Linked DNA regions of Rattus norvegicus: region 2 is linked to region 1. Evidence: chromatin contacts called from public Hi-C data. All regions are on one chromosome and are shown on one strand. Each heading gives the region's core, a stretch centred on a gene start, on an enhancer-like site or on the middle of the called end of the contact. The rest is flanking DNA. Distances are from core to core; before and after follow the strand shown.

The links. A called contact is a pair of places that touch in the nucleus more often than the background predicts.
Region 2: a Hi-C map of Schwann cells shows a contact between it and region 1, with 6 times the contacts expected there. The contact joins the promoter of Agap1 here to the enhancer-like site in region 1. A contact is called at or near these places in 3 of 12 Hi-C or Micro-C datasets (Schwann cells, frontal cortex and mammary epithelial cells) and 1 of 1 datasets of contacts at active chromatin or transcription factors (oligodendrocytes).

Annotation. Positions count from the first base shown.
Region 1 is chr9:97,264,099-97,268,194 of GRCr8, forward strand. No RefSeq gene overlaps it. Among named protein-coding and RNA genes, the nearest start is that of Sh3bp4, 160 kb to the left of the region's middle. Within about 2 kb of position 1,758, at least 16 of the 93 cell types and tissues checked have an H3K27ac peak or open chromatin away from gene starts, as enhancers often do.
Region 2 is chr9:97,484,993-97,489,088 of GRCr8, forward strand. Agap1 (ArfGAP with GTPase domain, ankyrin repeat and PH domain 1) reads left to right here and starts at 2,414. Exons shown (of 18, transcript NM_001401593.1): 1 at 2,414-3,145. The coding sequence starts at 2,983.

The sequences.
Region 1 (4,096 bases), core at 508-3,007:
CCTACACACATACATACACACACAAATGTGGATTTACATACACATGTCTTTTACATGCACACAAACATGTGTCAGCATTATACACAAACACATACATACGAGTAAGCTAGCCTGAAAACTTGCATATGGCTTCAAATGTCATTAAGATGCTAATGAGCCCACTCAGGTCTCTGGTCCACCCAGACCTTTACTCTGCTCTTGGAGAGCTTTGTCTGTTGGCCATGGCATGACCCTCCTGGATGTTTCACAGGCTCTGTGTTTGGCACAGTACTACTAACACTCCCCCTTCCAAAGCCCCAGCTCCATCTTCAGCATCACCCATCCAGCAGTTTGTTGGGAATCAACTCCGAGGCTTCTCTACTCAGTGGCCTCTCGCTCTCAACACACTAGCAGTTCCCATCCAGTGCCAAAGGCCTGGGGGATTCTAAGAGCTGCTGGTCTTCAGTCTATATTAGCTTCAAGACAGTTCTAATATTATTGAAGGACTCAGCAGCAGCAATGGGGTAGATGAACCTATCAGTGAGAGTGAAAGCCAATTAGGAAAAAAAAGTCAAAGATCTTCTCTTTCCACGTTCTTTATCTGGCCTGCTACCAGAAGGCACGGCCCACATTTAGGGGTCTTCCCACATCAGTGAAGACAATCGAGCAACCTTCCACAGACAATCTGCCAATCTGATATAAACAATCTCACTGAGATTCTCTCATCCACAGCGATTCTAGGTTATGTTAAATTAACAGAGTTTACCATCACAAAGATTAATGGATGGGTTACATATACTATGCAGATACACTGAAGAAAAGGATAATCCACATTCCAGAGGGAAAAAGAGACTTCCTCATGATACCCAGAGTGGCTCCCACTTTCAAATCCTAGGACGGCTCCTTTCCTGGTGCTGCTTGACTCGTTCGTTATTCCTGACTTCCTTCCTGCCACTTCCGACTACACTTCTGCTGTGTGCTCACTCACAACTGCCTTCTCCTTGGTGTCCCCTTGCTTGGCACATTTTCCCGGTCCCCTTCCCAGGGAATTCCCTTAGCAAAATTCTGAATGCAGTAGAAAGCCAGTGGCTCCAATTCTTGACAGACCAGCTCCAAAGTCACCTTGAAAAAACAAGAACACCAGCAGTGGCCACTGTAAAGCATTCGCATGTGGGTAAAGCTAGGATGATGGGGTGCTCCATGCTCCCCAAACTGGGCGAGACCCAGAGACCATCCAGGTGTTGAACCATTCTGGATTGATCTCCTGCCAATCTGGGTCTTTGTAGGAAACGACTGGGTTATTCCACTCAGGGCCTGGCCTGACCAGGAGGATTCTGTGTTACTTCCCACTCTGTTCCCTCCCGTCTGTGGCTGCTGGAGAAGTCTGACTAGCAAAGAGAAAGCCTGGGGGTTTGTCTGGTGTCTTCACAGGCAATGCCTGCATCCATCACTACCCCTGTAAGAGGAGCTGCAGCTGCTGCTGACATCAGGAAAAGGCAAACCTCACTGGGGACAAGGCACAGACTCTTGTCCAGCACAGACAGCAAAGAAGCCACCATCAAGGACTCAGGTGTGGGGCCACTGCGGGAGCGGTGATATGAAGCAAGGGTCTGACACAGCCCCTGAACACCTGTTAGCACAACTCCTGGGTCCCTAAGGGCTCAGAGGGTCTAGAATCACACATACCTTCTGCTATGACAGTGTCCTCTAGGCCAGCCATAAATCATTGGATTTTTTTTCACAGTGTTTGGACACTAGATGTCACTGCAGGAAAAAAGTCTGACCAGGAAACCCATGCAAGGGAGAATGATGCTAAGTGAATGTTTTGGCTAGCAAGGAAGCAGTTGCCCTGACAACAGGCAGCCTGCTAAAGAACTTCCTCCTTTTTGAACAGCCTGTGGCCTCGGGGTGATGTTCTGGTCAGCAGCCAGGAAGGGGATGCTGATCCTGTGTATAGGGAGGGATGGAAGATGAAAGACAGACAGGAGGGAAGAAACAAAGAGAAAGGGTTGGCAAGGTGGCTCAGAGAGCATAGGCGCTTGTCCCCAAGTCTAACGACCTCCGTTTGATGCCTTGACCACACACAGTAGAAGAGAACCCTGACTCTGACTCAGACTCTAGGACTTTGGCCTTTTCTTGTGAACCATGACATCACACCCCCCAAATACACATTTAAAAATTATATATATAATATATATATAATTTGTATATGTATTTTGCCTGCTTGTATGTCTGTGTATTGTGCAGCCTTTATGCCCATAGAGGCCAGAAGAGGTTATTAGAGCCCCTGGAACCAGAGATATAGCTGTAAGCTGCCATATGGGTGCTGGGAATCAAAATTGGGTCCTCTGGAAGAGTAGTGGGTGCTCTTAACCGTTGAGCAATCTCTCCAGCTCCTAAAAGACTTTATAAAGGGAGAAAGAGAGACACACAGAAAGAGGAGGAAGACAGACAGGCAAAAAGGCAGAGACGTACATGGAGAGAGACAAAAATGGAGACATAAGGCAGAGACAGAGAGAAGACAAAGGAGGGAAGACACACACACCCAGGGGGAGAGACAGAGAGATACAAAGGCAGAGACAGACAGAGGGAGGGAGAGATGAGAGAGGTAGGGAGGAAAGGAGAGAGGGAGGGAGGAAGGAAGGAAGACAGAGGCAGACACAGTGAGGGGCTCTCAGGAGACATGCTTTGAGCCTAAACCCTCATCAAAGGTGCATATGGAAGTGACTTCCCCCCAAGTTGTTCTAGTGATGATGATCTCTGTTGGCTACTGCAGTTATCTACAGAAGTTAAAGCCAAGAGCATGGCCAAAGAGATTGCATTAACCTTCCACCTAGCTCCACACAGACTCCTGTTTGAGGGGGATTTAATGTTTGGCCACCGAATATTCAGAAACCTTTTCGCTAGCCACATCTTTCGTGTCCCCCCACATTCGTTCTTTTCGTGGCTCTGTGTGGGGTCATGACCTACAGTTTAAGAATCTGTGATTTACATGGGGCTTCCCTCCTGCTTCGTCACAAGTGGTCCCTAGAGAGTGTGAACTTGAACCCCAGTAAGTCTAGAGAGGCCAGGACGTGACTTCTCTGGGGATAGTTGTGTTTTGAGAGGAAACTTCTTATTGAAACTCATCCTTCCTTGGTGACTAGATGTCTATGATTGGAGAAGGTGAACAATGGGGCATAAACCTGGAATTGTGAAAGTTCAGTACTGGAGCTCCAGCAAGGTCTTGGGCAAGGTCCTTCGAGAAGCCCAGGGTGCAGCAGGGGAACCAGATGCTTTTCAGAAGCTCCGGGATGCTTCTTGAGGAGAGGCGCTGGAAGAAACCACCCCCCAAAAAGATCAGGAGAAGATCTTTTCTCAAGAAGACAAGAGAAGTGTGCTCCAGGCTTTTAGGTCTTCAGGAAGCGAAAGACTAGACTAACCCCAACTGTGCTGTGATCTGATCAAGGGAGATCACATGAGAGCTATCACAGCAGGACCCACAGAAGCCAAGATGGATCTGGAAGCCCACAAGGACTTCTCACAGCAAGGCTGGGCCTAGAAGCAGAAACCTAAGCCACAGGGGACCTCGGGGTGAGCCTTCAGCATGAGCTGCTCCACCCTGGAGGCAGCCCCCTCCCCTCTGCTTCTGGCTCGTCTGTGTCTAGCATTCTGCGGCAAACATTGGTTATTCTCATTATTTCAAAACACAAAAGCATTACTTGGGCCTGTTTGGCACATAGCAACCAGCTGGTTTCTAAGCCATTTCAAGTACTAACTTGGTCTCACGTCTCCTTTATTAGGACACACATTAAGTATATTGAGACGAATTAGACACTCTGGCTGTTGCTATCAAGACAAAATTAAGGAACTGGGGAGAGGACTTGGCTTGAAAGTGTTTGATGTGTAAGCACGAAGATCTGATCAAGCACCGAGAAAAAGCTTGGGGGAATGGCAGTGTGCATCTGGGACCCCAGCCCCGTGAAGATAGGAAGAGGAATAATTTGGTAGCTGGACAGTCTAGCTGAAGTGGCAAGCTCCAGGCTCACCGAGACACTGTCTCAAAACAGGACAGTGATTGAAAAAGACACCAGATGTCGACCTCTGGATTCCACCTGTGTTCATGCATATACACTTG
Region 2 (4,096 bases), core at 1,164-3,663, 220 kb after region 1:
CCCCTGGCCCCTGATATAACCCAGTGTGACTTGGAAGTCAGTTTATGGGCATATAAAACCACCACTGTTCTGTCCACCGTTGTTGCTATGCACAATGAAGTCCTGTGTCTTCTAATAGGGTCCTTGGGGCAGGTCAACTTACAAGCTTAGTATGATAATGCACACTGGAGATGTAGCTTGGATGAGGAATGCTTGCCCAGAATAGAGGAGGCCCTGGGGTTTGATTCCCAGCCCAGAATAAACTAGGTGTTGGTAGTACATGTCTATGACCCTAATTACATTTGAGAGGCGTGGGAAAGATCAGAATTTAAGGTTAACCTTGGCTATATAGCAAATTTGAGGCTGGCCAGGGCTGTGTGAGTCTTAAAAAAACGAAACCAAAACTAGAACCAACCAAACAACCTGAAAAACCAAAGCAAACCAAACAACAACACAAGTTGAGGAAATGGAGACTCTGCCCAGCTCTTGGTAAACAAGTAAGCCAGGAGGGCTGGGGGAGCCAGAGAGGATGGGTGGCATAGGAGGGAGGGTTTTGAGCAGAGGAGAGTCAAGGCTTAGGCTTAGAGTCTCACTAGAATTATTTTCTTGAGAATGGTTAGTGAGGAAACAGGAAGAAGGCCTAGGTTAGTTCTCAAACACTAATTCAGAGACTATATAATTAAGCCTTAGCAGAGTGACAGAAAGTGAGCAGATTCTGGCTGGTCCAAAGGCAGAGCTGACGTTCTGGGATCTAAGAGGACACGAGCAGAAAAGACCACACACTGCAGTTTCAGATCAGTGAACAAAGATCTGTACTGCCTGGGACTGGGGTGGGAAGAGGTTCACAGGCATGGGGACGATGTCCGATTTTTATTTTATTTTATTTTATTTTATTTTATTTTATTTTATTTTATTTTATTTTTTTGGTTCTTTTTCTTCGGAGCTGGGGACCGAACCCAGGGTCTTGCGCTTCCTAGGTAAGTGCTCTACTATTTTATTTTTTTAAAGCAGGGTCTCACCTTGAGTCCACAGCAATCCTCTGGTTTCGGTCTCTTGAGCGCTGAGACTACAGGATGTCCAACATGAGAAAAGTTATGTTCAACCCAACAGTTGGATGTGAAGAGGAGGGGGATGTGAAGAAGATAGGTTTGGGACAGAACATTTAGTCTCATCAACTTCTATACGGTATTCAAAGCCATAAGAGAGGCAAATAAAACAGGTCTAAGGACTAGTCCCAGGGTCATCCATATTTAAAGCTTAGGGAAGTACAAAGGAACCCCCAAAGAGATCGAGAAGCCAGATGTGAAGCAGGGGAGGCCCTGGAACTACTTCACAAAGAGTTGGGGTTTCAAGGTGAAGTAGGGACGAATTGCTTACAGTAGGATGAACCCACATGCCAGTATCTCTACTAGCGTCACTCTAAGGGCAAAGTCAGAGGCAAGTCACAGAACAAGTCAGGGCCTCTGTTGTGTTAGGGACAAGGAAGGCGGAACAGTACACCTACCTGACAAATACTGGAACCCGGAAGAGTTCCAAGAGCCAAGAACTAGACTGCCTGGGTCCCTGGGCTGTCCATTAGCTTACATTTGAACCTGGTAGGGCACAGGACATTTGAATGTTTATGAAACACCCCTGCACGGCGAGACAGGGACTCTGCCACAGTGCATTGATCTAGGACCTTTAAGGCCTCGGACTCACCCTGAATTCTTGGAAATTTACAACCTAATTCACTCGGAGACGTTGGGATGACCTCTCAGCTGCAGTGCGGTCCAGCTTCATGAGCTCCTGGACTGAGCTAAAGTAGGGTAGTGTTGAGCGCTCGGAGGGCTGTGGCTTGGAGGCTACAACTCAGTTGTGCAACCTTTTCGTGGAGAAGCCTAGAAGACCCCGTGGAATCCCGTCCCACCTACCATCCCCGCCTCAAGTTCAGTTTCTTGATCAGGACCCCGTGTATCCCATGGGAAGGGAAGTAACTCGCCTGCTGGGTTCAGAAAAGGAGGCAGAAAGTTGTCAGGCGGGGGAGGGGACCCTGCGTGTCGCAGAGGTTCCTTAAGCGCTCTGCTGGCAAACAAACAAAAGCGCGGGGCGGGCGGGCTCGCGCGCCACCTTGTCCGTACGGAGGCGCTGGGGCTGGCACGGGGCAGTGGGGATAACAGAGAGGGCCCAGGGCTCTCAGCACTCAGATCAGCAGGCTTTAGGGGCGTCCGGGCATCCCGCGGGGCCCGCCCAGTGCGCTGCGACGCGAGCGCAGAGCGCACCCCACGCGCGCGGGCCGGTCGGCGCGATGGACTACAAGTCCCAGCAAGCCCAGAGGCAGCGCGGGGCGGGGTCTGGCGCAATTCCCCGGGATCCGGCGCGCTGGGAAGCGCCGCGGAGGACGCAGCGGCGGCCGGAGGGCGGCGAGCGCGGGCGGGGGCGGGGCCGACGTGGGCCAGAGCCCTGCGTGCCAGGGAGGGGGCTGGCCGGGCAGCGGCGGGCGGCGCTCGGAGCGGTCTCCGCGGCTGGCAAGGCGCCCACAGCTCGGTCTCGGCTCGGCGGACGGCGCAAGGCAGCTGAGGGCCCCGGAGCGCGCGGTAGCACAGCGCTCACAAGCGCGCGGACCCAGCCGCAGCCGTGCGCCCCGGAGCAGAGCGGCCACTGCCCGGGGGCCTCGGCCCCGGCACTCGCAGCGCGGCGCTGCCTGCGCTTTAATGGCTGCTCGGCCGGCCGGCGCGTAGGGGTGCAGGCGGCTGCGGCGCGGGAAGGCGCCCGAGCAAGCCTCCTCCGCGGCCGGCCGCGCTCCATGGCGCCGCGGTCTCCCCGGACGGCCCGCTGACCCGGGACGCTGGTCCCTGGCATGAACTGAATCCCTCTACTGCTTCATCCTCGGCTTTCTTTTTTGCGCCTCCTCGGCTCCGTGCTCTCCGGGGGCTGCGGCGCCCCGGGTCTCGGTAGCCCGCGGGGCTCCGGGGCGCGGGGCGGCGGCGACGGGGGGCGCGCGGCTTTGGGCGCCGCGCCTGCACCATGAACTACCAGCAGCAGCTGGCCAACTCGGCTGCCATCCGGGCCGAGATCCAGCGCTTCGAGTCGGTTCACCCCAACATCTACTCCATCTACGAGCTGCTGGAGCGCGTGGAGGAGCCGGTGCTGCAGAACCAGATTCGGGAGCACGTCATCGCCATCGAAGGTGAGGGCCAGACCGCCCGGGGCTTCTGGAAAGCGCGGGGGAGCGGGCGCCCCTGGCGCGGCGGGGTGTGTGCGCGCTTGTGTGTTTGCGTGTATACACACGCGGCTGCCCGGCGGAGAGAGCACTGCGGTGCCTCTTGTCCCGCAAGGCCGGCCAGTCTGCCAGGGAAGATGGATTATCGGCGTTCATTTGATAATGGACAATGGAGTCTCTCCTGTGAGAAAGTGGCACGGTGCCGCCAGGTCCTGGGCCTCCCGCATGTCCCGTCCGGGCCCAGCAGACGCCTGGGGGCAGCTGCTTGGGATGGCGCCACAGGATCCATGACAGGTTATCAGGCCTGGCCTGAGCGTCTTCCATGGACGTTGAAGATGTGTTTTGAGAAGCGCTGCTGCTGGGGGTGCTGTTCTGGCCAGCTTATTCAGTTGCTTCACGGCTGTCTTTTTTTCCCAGTTCGCGGATACAGGGGAGGCATTTGGATTTGGCGCATGTAGGAAGCCAATGGGACCGAGGCAGCATCATGTCCCAGTGCTGCTGATCAGGCTGGCCTTGTACAAACGCTGGGCGTTTTGCATTAAAGTCAAAGTATAACCTTTTTAGGGAGGCAGGACACCTTGATATTCTCTTGCTGAAGGGGGCACTTTAATACACCTGCCACTTGGGAGCTACCCAAGAGGAGGAAAAGTGAATGATCCTGCTGTCTTTAAGCCTGTGTTTGCCTGGAACACTGTTCTAACCCCTCAGTGTCAGCCAGGGCAGTATCGCTGCAGGGGAGGATGGAGCTGGCAGCTTTGCCCTGGCCTGTGTTCTCTTTGGACTACCAATGGCTCACGTTTCTCCCCTACTAGGTCCCTGAACTGTTTCCTTGGATTGTTTCTCTGGGCCTGCCATCATTTACCTGGGGGAGCAGGTGGCATCTAAGTGGGCAGTGTGTCATAGTTCAGCCAGTAGATT